Linked DNA regions of Mus musculus: region 2 is linked to region 1. Evidence: chromatin contacts called from public Hi-C data. All regions are on one chromosome and are shown on one strand. Each heading gives the region's core, a stretch centred on a gene start, on an enhancer-like site or on the middle of the called end of the contact. The rest is flanking DNA. Distances are from core to core; before and after follow the strand shown. Region 1 has its middle 150 kb from the start of Gm46853. Region 2 has its middle 32 kb from the start of Nr4a3.

Evidence for each region. Hi-C and Micro-C count contacts between places; a contact is called where the count stands out from the background.
Region 2: a Hi-C map of Th1 cells shows a contact between it and region 1, with 2.4 times the contacts expected there. The contact joins two enhancer-like sites. A contact is called at or near these places in 2 of 484 Hi-C or Micro-C datasets (the HPC-7 cell line and Th1 cells) and 2 of 115 datasets of contacts at active chromatin or transcription factors (CD8 T cells and memory CD8 T cells).

Annotation. Positions count from the first base shown.
Region 1 is chr4:47,797,097-47,803,633 of GRCm38.p6, forward strand. No RefSeq gene overlaps it. Among named protein-coding and RNA genes, the nearest start is that of Gm46853, 150 kb to the right of the region's middle. Within about 2 kb of position 2,270, at least 36 of the 459 cell types and tissues checked have an H3K27ac peak or open chromatin away from gene starts, as enhancers often do. A contact at or near this core is called in CD8 T cells, Th1 cells and memory CD8 T cells, where this site is marked.
Region 2 is chr4:48,009,986-48,016,522 of GRCm38.p6, forward strand. No RefSeq gene overlaps it. Among named protein-coding and RNA genes, the nearest start is that of Nr4a3, 32 kb to the right of the region's middle. Within about 2 kb of position 2,471, at least 23 of the 459 cell types and tissues checked have an H3K27ac peak or open chromatin away from gene starts, as enhancers often do. A contact at or near this core is called in CD8 T cells, Th1 cells and memory CD8 T cells, where this site is marked.

The DNA of each region.
Region 1 (6,537 bases), core at 1,020-3,519:
AACTCATCCATTTCAAAAGGAAGAAGCCAAGTGTGATCACACAGGCCCGAGTCCCAGCGTGTGTGGGAGTTCCGGGCAGGAGGGCTGCATGTTCCAAGTCAGCCTAAACACACAGAGGCACTGTCTTGGAAGACAAAGAACAGAAAAGGGAGTAGGTGGGTGGGGAGGGGGAAGAGAAAAGAGGAAGAGAAGGTGAGATGGAAGGATGGAGATATTGTTTGGCATCCAGTTGCTTCCTGGTATAATTCTACAAAACATCAAATATTAATTAATACCATGTCTTCATAAACTCTTCCAAAAAATAGAAGTAGAAGGAATACTTCCAAACTCATTTTATGAGACAAACATTACCCTACTGCCAAAACCAAAGATACCACACGCAAAAGAACTATAGGTCTCTATCTCTGATTACTATATATTCAGAACTGTCACAAAACAAAAACAAAAACAACAGCAACAACAAAAAACCTAGCAAACAGGGCTGGGGAAGATGGATCTGGGGTACAGTGCTTCCCCCCATGCCTGACACCTGAATTTGGATTCCAGACCTGACACAAAAGCTGGCTTGCATAGCTTTGAACATACTCCTTTTCAAGGAAAGTAGAAAGATGAGAACCAGTAACCAAAGGTGCTCCTCTGACCTAGACAAACACAGCATGACCCTAATGTCACGCTGAACCCAACAGCATAACAAAAGAATTGCTTACCATGACTGAATGAGAGTTACCCTTGGCATAAGTTGGTTTAACATATGGATATCAATCAATGTGATAGTTCACTTTAAAGGAATCAAAGACAAAAGTCACAGTAGTCACAGAGAAAGTATTTGACAAAGTTCAACATCGTTTCATGATTGGAAAGTCTCAGGGCTGGAGAGATGGCTCAGCAGTTAGGAGCACTGGCTGCTCTTCCAGAGGATCCATGTTCAATTCCAAGCACCCACATAGTAGCTCACAATCATCTCTCCATGCAGATGATCCAATGCCCTCTCTGGCCTCCAAGGGTACCAGGTATGCATGTCACATCACACACACATGCTGCATACACATACATACAGGCAAACACTCATACACATGAAATCATAAAATAAATTAAAATTAAAAATTAAAATTCCTAATAATGTAGATACAGAAGAAAATGTCCTCAACATATCAGGGGTCCTTTGCAAGTAGCCTACAGCTGACGGTCTGTGAGGGAAATGGAGAGCTTTCCCCCTATGTTCTGGTAATTGAAACACTTAAAAGAGCTTTCAGACCGGAAAGCCAAAAATAAATAAATAAATAAATAAATAAATAAATAAATAAATAAGTCAAATCAAAGAACAAAGAGAAAGATATTCATGCTTAGATGATAACATTCTACAGGTAGAAAACCATGCAGACCATGTAACACACACACACATACACACACACACATACACACATACACACATACACACACATATACACTTACACACACAGGCACTAATAAATTAACTCAATAAAGTAGCATGATAAAAAAACCAACAACATATATAAATCAGTTGTACCTCTCTACACCAATAATGATATATCTGAAAAATAAACCAAGAAAAGCCATCTCAACTTAAAATACCATCAAAAGTAATAAAATTCTTAAGAAAAAACTCTAACCAATGTGGTAAAAGATCAATAAATGAAAAAATATTAAAACATTGGTGAAAGAATTTGAAGAGGTCACAAACAAATGGGAAAATAATCCCTGTGTGAAGATTGTAGCACTGCAATTGTTGACACACCCAAACTGTTCAAAGCAACATAGTCTCAATACAACCTCTACCAAAACCCCAATGTCACTTTTCACAGAAATAGAAAAAAATCTAAAAGTTTATGAACCTGAGTGACCTGGAACAATCATAGTTCCCAATCTAAAATTCTCTCCCCAAGCTACACTCCTCAGTCAGCACAGTGTGAGCCTGGCATAGAAACAGACAAACTAACGGAGCAGACAACCTAGACATAAACTCAAGTCTATGCAGTCAGCTGATGTCAGACAAGGTCCCCAAGAAGACACAACAGGTAAAGGTTAGTGTACAACAAATGATGTTGGAAAACTATACCTATGTGCGAAAATAAAATAAAATAAATCCGGATCCCTATCTCACACAAAAAACAACTCAGAACGGGTTAAGAACTAACCTAAGATATGGAAGTATGAAACACCTAGAGGAAACCTCACTGATATTGGTCTTGCCAGTCTTTATTCAGCATCTCACCAAAACTCAGAGAAACAAAAGTGAAAGTAAGTATGTAGAACCACAGAGAGCTAAAAAACAAAGGCAGAAGGAAGTGATGGTCAAAACGCAAAGGCGCATACCAGTTATGAGAGTGTGTTTGGGAACCACTAAATCTGAAGGGGGCTTACTACCCAGAGAGTCCCAAAAGAACTCATATAACTCAGTAATAAGGAAATAAAATACTCAATTTTAAAAATGGGTAAATTAGGCTGGGGTAATAACTCAGTTGACAATATGCTTGCCAGACAAGCATAAATACGGAGGTCTCAACCTCAGTACTTGAGAGGCAGAGATTCTATATATATATGTGCAAGTGCCTATACACATGGATAAAGAGAGAGAGAGAGAGAGAGAGAGAGAGAGAGAGAGAGAGAGAGAGAGAGAGAGAGAGAGAATGTTTATGTATTATTTGTATTATTCAGCTTTAGAGGAGGTTTTTTTCTATTTTCTCTCTTTTTATACTTTTATTAGATATTTCCTTTATTTACATTTCAAACGTTTATCCCTCTTCCTAGTTTCCCCTCTGAAAATCCCCTATCCCTTTCCACCTCCCCCTGCTCACCAACCCACCCACTCCCACTTCCTGGCCCTGGCATTCTCCTATACTGGGGCATAGAACCTTCTCAGGACCAAGGGCCTCTCCTCCCATTGATGTAGCAGGTCTTCCTCTGCTACATATGCAGTTAGAGTCATGAGTTCCACCATGTGTTTTCTTTGATTGGTAGTTTAGTCCTAGGGAGCTCTGGGGATACTGGTTAGTTCATATTATTATTCATCCTATGGGGCTGCACACCCTTTCAGCTCCTTGGGTACTTTTTCTAGCTCCTTCATTGGGGACCCTGTGTTCTGTCCAATGGATGGCTGTGAGCATCCACTTTTGTATTTGTCAGGCAATGGCAGAGCCTGTCTGGAGACAGCTTTATCAGGCTCTTAGCAGCAGGCTCTTCTTGGCATCCACAATAGTGTCTGGGTTTGGTGGTTGTTTCTGGGATGAATCCCCGGGTGGGGCAGTCTCTGGATAGTCATTCCTTCCGTCTCTGTAACTCCTTCCATGGGTATTTTGTTCCCATTCTAAGAAGGATCGAAGTATCCACACTTTGGCCTTCCTTCTTCTTGAGTTTCATGTTTTGCAAATTGTATCTTGGGTATTCTGAGCTTCTGGGCTAATATCCACTTATGAGTGAGTGTATATCACATGTGCTCTTTTGTGATTGGGTTACCTCACTCAGGATGATGTCCTCCAGAACCATCCATTTGTCTAAAAATTTCATGAATTCATTATTTTTAATAGCTGAGTAGTACTCCATTGTGTAAATGAACCACATTTTCTGTATCCATTCCTATGTTGAGGGACATCTGGGTTCTTTTCAGCTTCTGGCTATTATAAATAAGGCTGCTATGAACATAGTGGAGAATGTGTCCTTATTACAAGTTGGAACATCTTCTGGGTATATGCCCAGGAGTGGTATTGCTAGATCTTCCAGTAGTACTATGTCCAATTTTCTGAGGAACCGCCAAACTGATTTCCAGAGTGCTTGTACCAGCTTGCATTCCCACTAGCAATGGAGGAGTGTTCCTCTTTCTCCACATCCTTGCCAGCATCTCCTGTCACCTGAGTTTTTTATCTTAGCCATTCTGACTGGTGTGAGGTGGAATCTCAGGGTTGTTTTGATTTGCATTTCCCTGGTGACTAAAAAGAACATTTTTTTAGTTGCTTCTCAGCCAATCAGTATTCCTCAGGTGAGAATTCTTTGTTTAGTTCTGTTCCCCATTTTTTAATAGGGTTATTTGATTTTCTGGAGTTCCCCATTTTTAATAGGGTTATTTGGTTTTCTGGAATCTACAAACCTGAAAGTTAGTGAAATAAGTCAAACAAACCAAAAGCAGAGAACTTCACTTCTATGTTATCTAAAACACAGCAACACAAAGCCTCCTATATCTTTTCATCTGCATGTGGCACCACTGCTCCCTTAGTCTCAAAGCCCAAAGTGAAGAAAGAAATTCAGTAGTTGGCATTTCTCAGAGCACTGGCTTGGCTAGCATGCTGGAGTTACTGATGTGGCTGTAGTCTGCTGACAGAGCTGATGGGAAATGGGCTCCTCTGACAGAAGAGCTTGCTTTCTCTCTTCCGGGGTCTCTCTGTGGCTTGGGTTTTCCAGAAGCATGGTGTTCTCATGATCCCATGCTAAGAAGAAACATGGTGCAGATATGAGACGACTCCATGCAGTAGAATGGAAGAGAGCAAGATGGTAAAGGAGGCAGGAGCCATCTTCAAAATAATCTCACATCTAATTCCAACTTCCTTCCTTCCCCTTCCGTTTCATTCAGTTTACAGTTGGTGAGCACCCGCTGTGAGTCAGGTCCTGTTTTAGGTGCCAGAGACAGACAAGGCTCCTACCAGGTGGAACCACATTCTCCTGGGGATAAACACATAGATAGCTCGCTCCAAGTGGACTCCATATCTGATGACAGGGACATGGGAAGGAAACAGGTATGAGACTGGAAACGCATCAGAATGGATGGTCCAAGAGGCCTCTTGCAAGAGGTGACATTTGAGTCAAAATAAGGCACCAAGATCCATAAGTGCAGGGCTCCTGGAATGGAAGCAACTTGGAGAACACTGCAGCTGAGTCAGGTGAGGGGTATGAGAGAGATCACGCTTTGTTGACTCATTACAGGCAGAGCCATGGATGAGCCATTCTAGATAGAAATATTTTTGGTTTGTTTTTTATTTTTTGTTTTTCAAGACAGGGTTTCTTTGTGTAGCCTTGGCTGTCCTGGAACTCACTCTGTAGACCAGGCTGGCCTCGAACTCAGAAATTGGCCTGCCTCTGCCTCCCAAGTGTTCGGATTAAAGGCGTGTGCCACCACTGCCGGGCTCTCTAGATAGAAATATTAATGCTGGTTTCAACTCCTGTCTATTCCCTAGGTTTACTGGGATCCAAGTCCAATTGCTCTCCCATCACTCTCTGCTAAAACTCTTCTTGGACTCTCTCACCTACATCCCAGATTTATACTTGACTCTGCTTTCTTGCTATCACACTTTAATTTAGTCTTCCTTAACTGCCCAAATGAGTTCTTGAAGACACAACTTAGACATGGCTTAAAACCCGTCCACCGTCCTGTTGCTATTGGATGCGCTCTAAGCCCCTCTTCTCTTTGGAAGTCTGATTAATCTGGCCCCATCTGCCTTTAGAATCTGTCTCCTGGCCCTGAGTATAGACACTATTGTAAGAGGATCAGTTTTTCTGAGATTCATCTATTGCTCTGCTCCAAAACATAAGCTAAGTGGCTGCCGAGGCCATCTACATTCACCACCCAGCATGCATTGGTGAAGCATCTATTTGAAACCGAGCCACTGAAGATGGCAGACAATTCGTTCAGAAAAAGGAAATAAAGTGAAGACAGAAACTGGCAGAGATCATCAGCTCAGAGACAAAAGCAAGGGGCGAGCTAAAGTCAGGGTCTGAAGAGAGTATCCTTAGGGAATGAGCAAAGTGGGTGAAAAATATGAGGCAACATAAAGATCAAGAGTATCTGGCTAGTATAAGATGGTAATACACAAAGAACCCACAGAGTAGCAAAGCTCAAAATGACACTGGGTACCACACAGCAGGGTAACTGATAGGAGGCCCAAGCTATCCAAGCTATCTGTCAGATCCCTTGATTCTTCAGCTATGGCGTCTTTTCTTACCTCCCACTAGTGTCCTGCCTGCTCCAAGACAGGCTGGTCTCATGGAGCCAGACACACGACTTACTATTGGCTGAAAAGGAGGGCTTTCTCCAGGCTAGATGGACTGTATTTCCCCTAGCATGTAAAAGGAGGCCCCAGAGCCTAAAGGTTATGGGTCAGATCCAGACACTTCTTGGGCTGTGCTAATGTGACGCACAGAGATGCTGACAGGAAAACAACCAAGTCCATTTGTTTGACTGCCGTGATAAGTGGCTTGGATCAAGCCTGCAGCTGGACTGAGGAATTGCTTGGAAAGATGTCATTAGGGTGGCCAAGAGAAAGGAATCCACGCCTGGCAGCCAACCTACTGGCCTCTTCTAGCTAAAAATAGCCCTTGCATCCTAGTCTTCTAAAAGCAGTTTCACATCCATCACATGAAGTGGTCCATCCAACATGTCTGTGGACTGAGTACTCTCTTCACTATGTAAGGACAAGGAAATGAGACTCAGAGGACACACCCAAGGTTACTTCAGCTCACAGGACAGAATTTGGGCACAGGTAGTTTCATGATTAATCTCATTCAGCCTTAGGAAGGGGTGAGAGGCTGACA
Region 2 (6,537 bases), core at 1,221-3,720, 210 kb after region 1:
CACCCAAGGAAACCTGGAACATGTGAGGACAGAATTCATGGCCGGCTCATGGATCTGCCCTCTGTCTAAGATCCTCCAGCTCTGTGAGAGACCAGCCAGCAGGCATAGCCACCCTGCCTCATATCTAATATCAATATTCCTTTCCTAAGACTGGCTTTCCCTACTCCTCACTCCCCACCCCACCCCCAATCCTCCTAGGCTTGTAACCCAAATTCCCACTGCAACCCAGAATAGTAGGTGTGGCCAAATTGCTGCTGTGGTTCCCTTCATGTTTCTCTTGATCCTGGATCACATGAGAGGTCATTTTGCCACAATCTCTTGGGTTTTGGTCTTCCCACGGAGAAAAGACTGCCTTGTCTGTTTACTGTGTGCTGGAAAAAAAGAATGAGTAGCTGTCAAACGCTGCAATTTGAAATGCAAATTTATGCAAGATAAATTTGGCAAAATCCTGAAAAGTTGAATCTTATGTCTAGGTATATGCCCCAGAGAAATGAATGGGTCCACCAAAAATGTATTGTTCATAGTCTCTTAATTCATGTGTGCGTGTGTGCGTGCGTGTGTGTGTGTGTGTGTGTGTGTGTGTGTGTGTGTGTGTGTGTGTATGTGGCCAGCCAATAAGTCCAAGGAGTCTCCTGTCTTCATGTTCCCAGAACTAAAATCACATACTCATTGCCAAACCCAGCTTCTCACATAGGTTTTAGAGATCCAAATTGACATCTACACAACAACCACTTTTCTTTTTTTTAATTAGGTGTTTTCTTCATTTACATTTCAAATGCTATCCCAAAAGTCCCCCCATACCCTCCCCCCTTACCCCTCCCACTCCCACTTCTTGGCCCTGGCATTCCCCTGTACTGAGGCATATAAAGTTTGCAAGACCAATGGGCCTCTCTTTCCAATGATGGCCAACTAGGCCATCTTCTGATACATATGCAGCTAGAAACATGAGCTCTGGGGGGTGGGGGTGGGGTACTGGTTAGTTCATATTGTTGTTCCACCTATAGGGTTGCAGACCCCTTTAGCTCCTTGGGTACTTTCTCTAGCTCCTCCATTGGGGGCCCTGTGATCCATCCAATAGCTGACTGTGGGCATCCACTTCTGTGTTTGTTAGGCACCGGCATAGCCTCACAAAAGACAGCTATAGCTGGGTTCTTTCAGCAAAATCTTGCTAGTGTATGCAATGGAATCAGCATTTGGAAGCTGATTATGGGATGGATCCCCAGATATGGCAGTCTCTAGATGGTCCATCCTTTCGTCTCAGCTCCAAACTTTGTCTTTGTAACTCCTTCCATGGGTGTTTTGTTCCCAATTCTAAGAAGGGGCCAAGTGTCCACATTTTGGTCTTCGTTCTTCTTGAGTTTCATGTGTTTTGCAGATTGTATCTTGTATCTTGGGTATTGTAAGTTTCTGGGCTAATATCCACTTATCAGTGAGTACATATCATGTGAGTTCTTTTATGATTGGGTTACCTCGCTCAGGATGATGCCCTCCAGGTCTTTTCTAACTAAATCACCTCCCCAGTCCCCATGGGTACTTTATCCATAATAATAAAAATTGTAAATAGACCAAATGTCCAAAAAAAAAAGAAAATGAAAATGAAGTGTAAATGTAAGATAGAATGTTTTCCAGTATTTTTATAGTGACTAGAAGTCACAAGAAAATATTTTTGATAAATCTCAAAAATATTATTTTAAGAAAAAAATACCTCAGAGGTCCATGAAGAGGCCGTTTTTTTCTTCTAATTTATTCTTTCACAATTTCATTATAGATCTATTAGAAAGGGGGAGGGGAACTTTGATAGTATTCACCCTTGTTCTCCTCTTAGCCCTTTCCTCCTCTCACTACACCCTTCTTCCCACAACTCCCCCACCTATCTTCATGTCTTGTAAGCTTGCTTGTGGCCAGTTCCATTTAGTAAAGGTTGTCTGCACGAGGACAGGTCAGGAGTGGTTAGGGACTGGGGAGTGTGACCCCTCTCACCAGCGATCATTAACCAACAGAAGCTTTAGAGCACGTAAAGTTAATCTAGTAACTAGTAACTACTAATCTAGTAACTGGTGAACAAGCAGGCTCTCAGGGGACCAGAAAGCGGGGGAACTCACTGGAGTAACAGAAATGCCCTGTACTCTGAACTGGGTGGCCTTTTTGTGAAGAGTTATTAATGGCATGCTTTCAATTTGCGTGTTCGACTCTATGTAGATCAATAGGCAATCACTAGGTGGGGTGCTAAATGAGTGTAACATGGAGGGTTGTTCATTTCCTGTGAATCAGACACAGCTACTAGGCACATTATTTGGTTGTCGCTTTCACATAATGCTTTTTGAATCCATTCCTGCCTGTTGAACATTTTCACTACTAATTCAGTGATGAAGTTCAGGGGGTTTTCCCTGTCCTGCATATATCTAGATTTGTTCTATAAACCATGGGGAGGATTTTTCCCCTTGTGCCTTACCTCAGACACACTTTCTCTATCTGTGTGGGTGGTAGGGGTTTGTGGTTTATCATGTCACGTGCACATGTGTGTGTAGTTAGGCACGGAGGACAGAGGTTAAAGTTGAGCATCTTCCTCCATCACTCTCTGTTTTGACTGCACTGGCTGGCCACTAAGCCCTGGAGTCAGTCTGTCTCAGTCCTCCCTCTACCCACCATAGCCCCAACAAGCACTGGAATGACAGGCACCCACCGCCATGCCTAGCTTTTATGTGCATGCTGAGGTTCCAGACTCAGGTCCTTCCTCGTGCTTTATACAGCAAGCACTTTACCCACTGGACCAACTCTCCATTCCCTGATGTCCCTCTCCAAAGGGCTTTCCGAACATTTGAGTGAAGCACATGTATATGTTTATTATGCACAACAATAGGTATTAGTCTGATATTTTCCATCCTTGCATACACTGTAATTTGACCTTGCTCACTACTCTCGCTGACATTATCGCTTTTGTCCACTCTGATTGGGTCTCTTCCTCTTTTCTTTAAAAAAACCTAGCTTCTGTGTCTGAGAGAAAATAAACCATATCTGTCCAAATCTAGCCTGTTTCTTTTAACACGATAACCTCTACTTCTAGCAACTTTTCTTGCTGATAAGGTCATTTTGATGTTCATTTTGGCTGAGTATAACCCCCCCCCCGTTCATATACGCCCGTTACTCCTAATCCACCCCTCTATAGACAGATGCCTAAGCTGGCCGTGGTTAGCACATCTGCACTGTGAGTATTCCAGGTCTGTCATATGCTCACACTTCCATCAAGCTGCTTTCAGAAGAAGTAGGTTTTTCATCATATCTCGGCATTTTAGCTAAGATCTAATGTAAAAAGAAGGCATTTTAGTAGTAGGAAGCTGGTCTGAAACAAAATATCCAGGGTTGAGAGGGGCAGGAGAATAAAGAGCGGGTAAATATGACCAGAGTACAATGATACACACATAATGGTATGCATGCTTGAACGACGAAGTCCTTTATTTTGTATACTATATTGCTATAGTTAAAGCATACTTCAGAAGCCAGACCTGCCTGGCATGTTTCTTCCCATGCCTAGTTTATTTCATAACAATGTCCTCCAAGTTCATTCATGTTGCAAATGACAAAATTTCTTTAAAAAAAAGAATAGTATCCTCCTGTCGGTTTTATGATGGGTATCTAGGTTGCCTCTGTGTCTTAGGTGTTCTGGATCAGGTTGCAGTGTTTTTTTGCCTCCTCCCTCAGGCAGCCCCTGAGCCACCCAGTTGGCTGAAATCACTTTCAAAATTTTGAAATGATGCCCAGTTGGTCTGAAATCACTTTCTCCGCTTCACCTTTAATAACTGCAAGCCAGTTCCCAAGTGATCCAGCTAATGTAACTCTAACAATGATGAAATGTCAGCATCTCGTAGTCACAATCTCTTCTTTCATCCACAAAAGAAATCTCACCACTCTCTGATGATAACCAACTCCATGCATCACCAAACCCACCCTAAATGGCCCTCAAGAGGGATTATTTTGTCCAATCCTGTAAAATAAGAACAGTTTCATGTAGACGAGGCATTAGGCCAAAAGACTCATGAAGTCCCATACTAAAAAAGAAAGATAATTATTAGCCTAAAATTTAGAAAAAGGAAAACTAAGGAGATAGAAGATAAAGCAGGGTCCAAGAATGTTTGAAGGCAACGCTGGATAAAGAGGTAGTTACATTTGTTCTGAAATGTGTCTCCTTTGTTTCATCTGGCACCTTTACTAGTTGATTAGGTCCATCTTGTGTCCTTCTGGCTCTGACATTTCTATTATTAAAGCTTTAACCATTTTGTTTTGATCCATAGATAATAATTGTAAATACTTGTAGGGTGCAATCCAGTGCTTTGATATATGCTTATAGAGTGTCGTGATCAAATCAAGCTAACAAATCTACTGCTACCACACTGGTTTTTTTTTTTCTTTTTTGCAATTTAAGAATTGCTATTTTTGTCATTATAAATACATAGAGCATTATCATCATGTCACTTTTGTTTGTAAGAGATCACTGAAGTGCATTCCTCCCATCTACTGAAACTTTGTACCCTTTGATTGACACAGCCCTTTCTCTGTTAACCTTGTTCCCCCACCCCAGACCCTGATAAGCATCACTAAACCCCTTGCATGAGCTCAGCTTCTTTAGATTCTACATTCAGACGTGGTAGTTGCCTTCCTATGCTTGGCTTGTTTCACTTAACACCACTTCCTTCAGCTTTACTCATGATGTGAACGGCAGGTTTTTAAATGAATAGCATTCTATTGAGTATTTAAGTGTATGCGTATATATGTGTGTGCACACGTGTGTGTGGCTGCGGCCTGCAGCTCAGTCTAAACTTAGAATCACACTGTCAAATTCCTAAAAACCTACCTGGAAGCTTGTTTGAGTTTGTTGAATGTTTGGCAATTTTGGCCCTTTTTAATTCTCACTCCTGTCTGTGGTACCATGTCCCTTCCCAGTTCATTGTAGCATCCATTTTTCTTTCTTCTTCGGTTTTTTGGGGGGCTGGGAGGATGTCTAATGTTTCTTTTTAGTGTAGCAAATGGATTTATTATCCATTCTCTGTAGGTTTGCCAACTCGATGATTTTTTTTTTACATTTAATCATATTAGTTCCCATTTCCTAATCCTCAGTGGTATTTGCAGTTATGCTCCTAATTTCTCCATCCATTCTCCTCATTCTTCATATGTAATGGTGAGACATCTGCTCCGAATTCTACATATGACACACTATAAGGAGTTTTTTTCTGTTGTCATAACATTGTGGTCAGAGGCACTGCTGTGTATATTTATTACTTTGAGACATTTTTCTATTTGGCTCAGTGTATAGATTTTGTAAACATTTAATATGGACATTAGGAAAGAGCATGCACTGCCCGTTCTTGGGCCTAACATTTTATATATAACTTTCTCTGAGAATCCTGCATGTGAGCATTATACTGACCTCATTGCCCACATTGACTCCTCCAAAACCTCCCATGGGCTCAAAGTGATGTGCCGTTTCATATTCCCACCGTTTCTCCACAGCCGGACCATTTGCTGCTGTCCATCTTTTTAATTTTAGCATATTATTTTAACAGAACACTGTCTCCTTGTAATATATATTTTCCAAAGACCAACAGTATTGAACAATTTCATGAGCTTATTGACAATTTGTATTCCTCCCTTCCTGAGCAATCTGTTAAAAATTCTTGTCCATTTTTAATAGTTTGTCATTTATTGCTGATTTGTAAAGTGTTTTTCATTATGGGCACAGTCCTTCATCAGATATGTGCACTGCAAATGCTTCCTCCTACACTGTTGTATTTAGTAGCATCCACAAACAAAACTTTTCGGTTCCAATTCATCAACCTTTTTCTTTCTGTTTGGGTCCGCTAATATCTTTTTGAGAAAATCTTCACCTACCCCAATTTGTGAAAATACTCTCCTGAGTTTTCTTCTAGGAGCTTTACAGTTTGTATCTCAGGTCTGAGTCAATGATGCATCTCTAAATATTTCATGCTGTTGTCTTATGAAGGATCATATTCTTTTTTAAAAAAAGACTTATTTATTATTATACATAAGTACACTGTATCTGTCTTCAGACACACCAGAAGAAGGCGTCAGATCTCATTACAGATGGTTGTGAGCCACCATGTGGTTGCTGGGATTTGAACTCAGGACCTTCGGAAGAGCAGTCAGTGCTCTTACCCACTGAGCCATCTCACCAGCCCGGAGGATCATATTCTTGTCTTTTCTAGTTTTTCATCAATAATTTAGAAACATAAAATTAATTTTAGATGTATTTATTTAATTTTATGAGCATGTGCCTACATGTATGTATGTGCACTGTGTTCATGCCTGGTGCCTGTAGTGATCAGAAGAGGGTGTTGAATCGCCTTAAGGAGTTACAGATGGTTGTGAGCCAGCCACCATGTGGACCCTGGGTAGCAAACAAGAGCTATAAAGTGCTCTTAACCACTGAGCCATCTCTCCAGCCCCATAAACCATTTTCACATATTAACCTAGTATTATGCGTGCTTTTTTTCTAGATTAACTTAATAATTCTAATCAATTGTT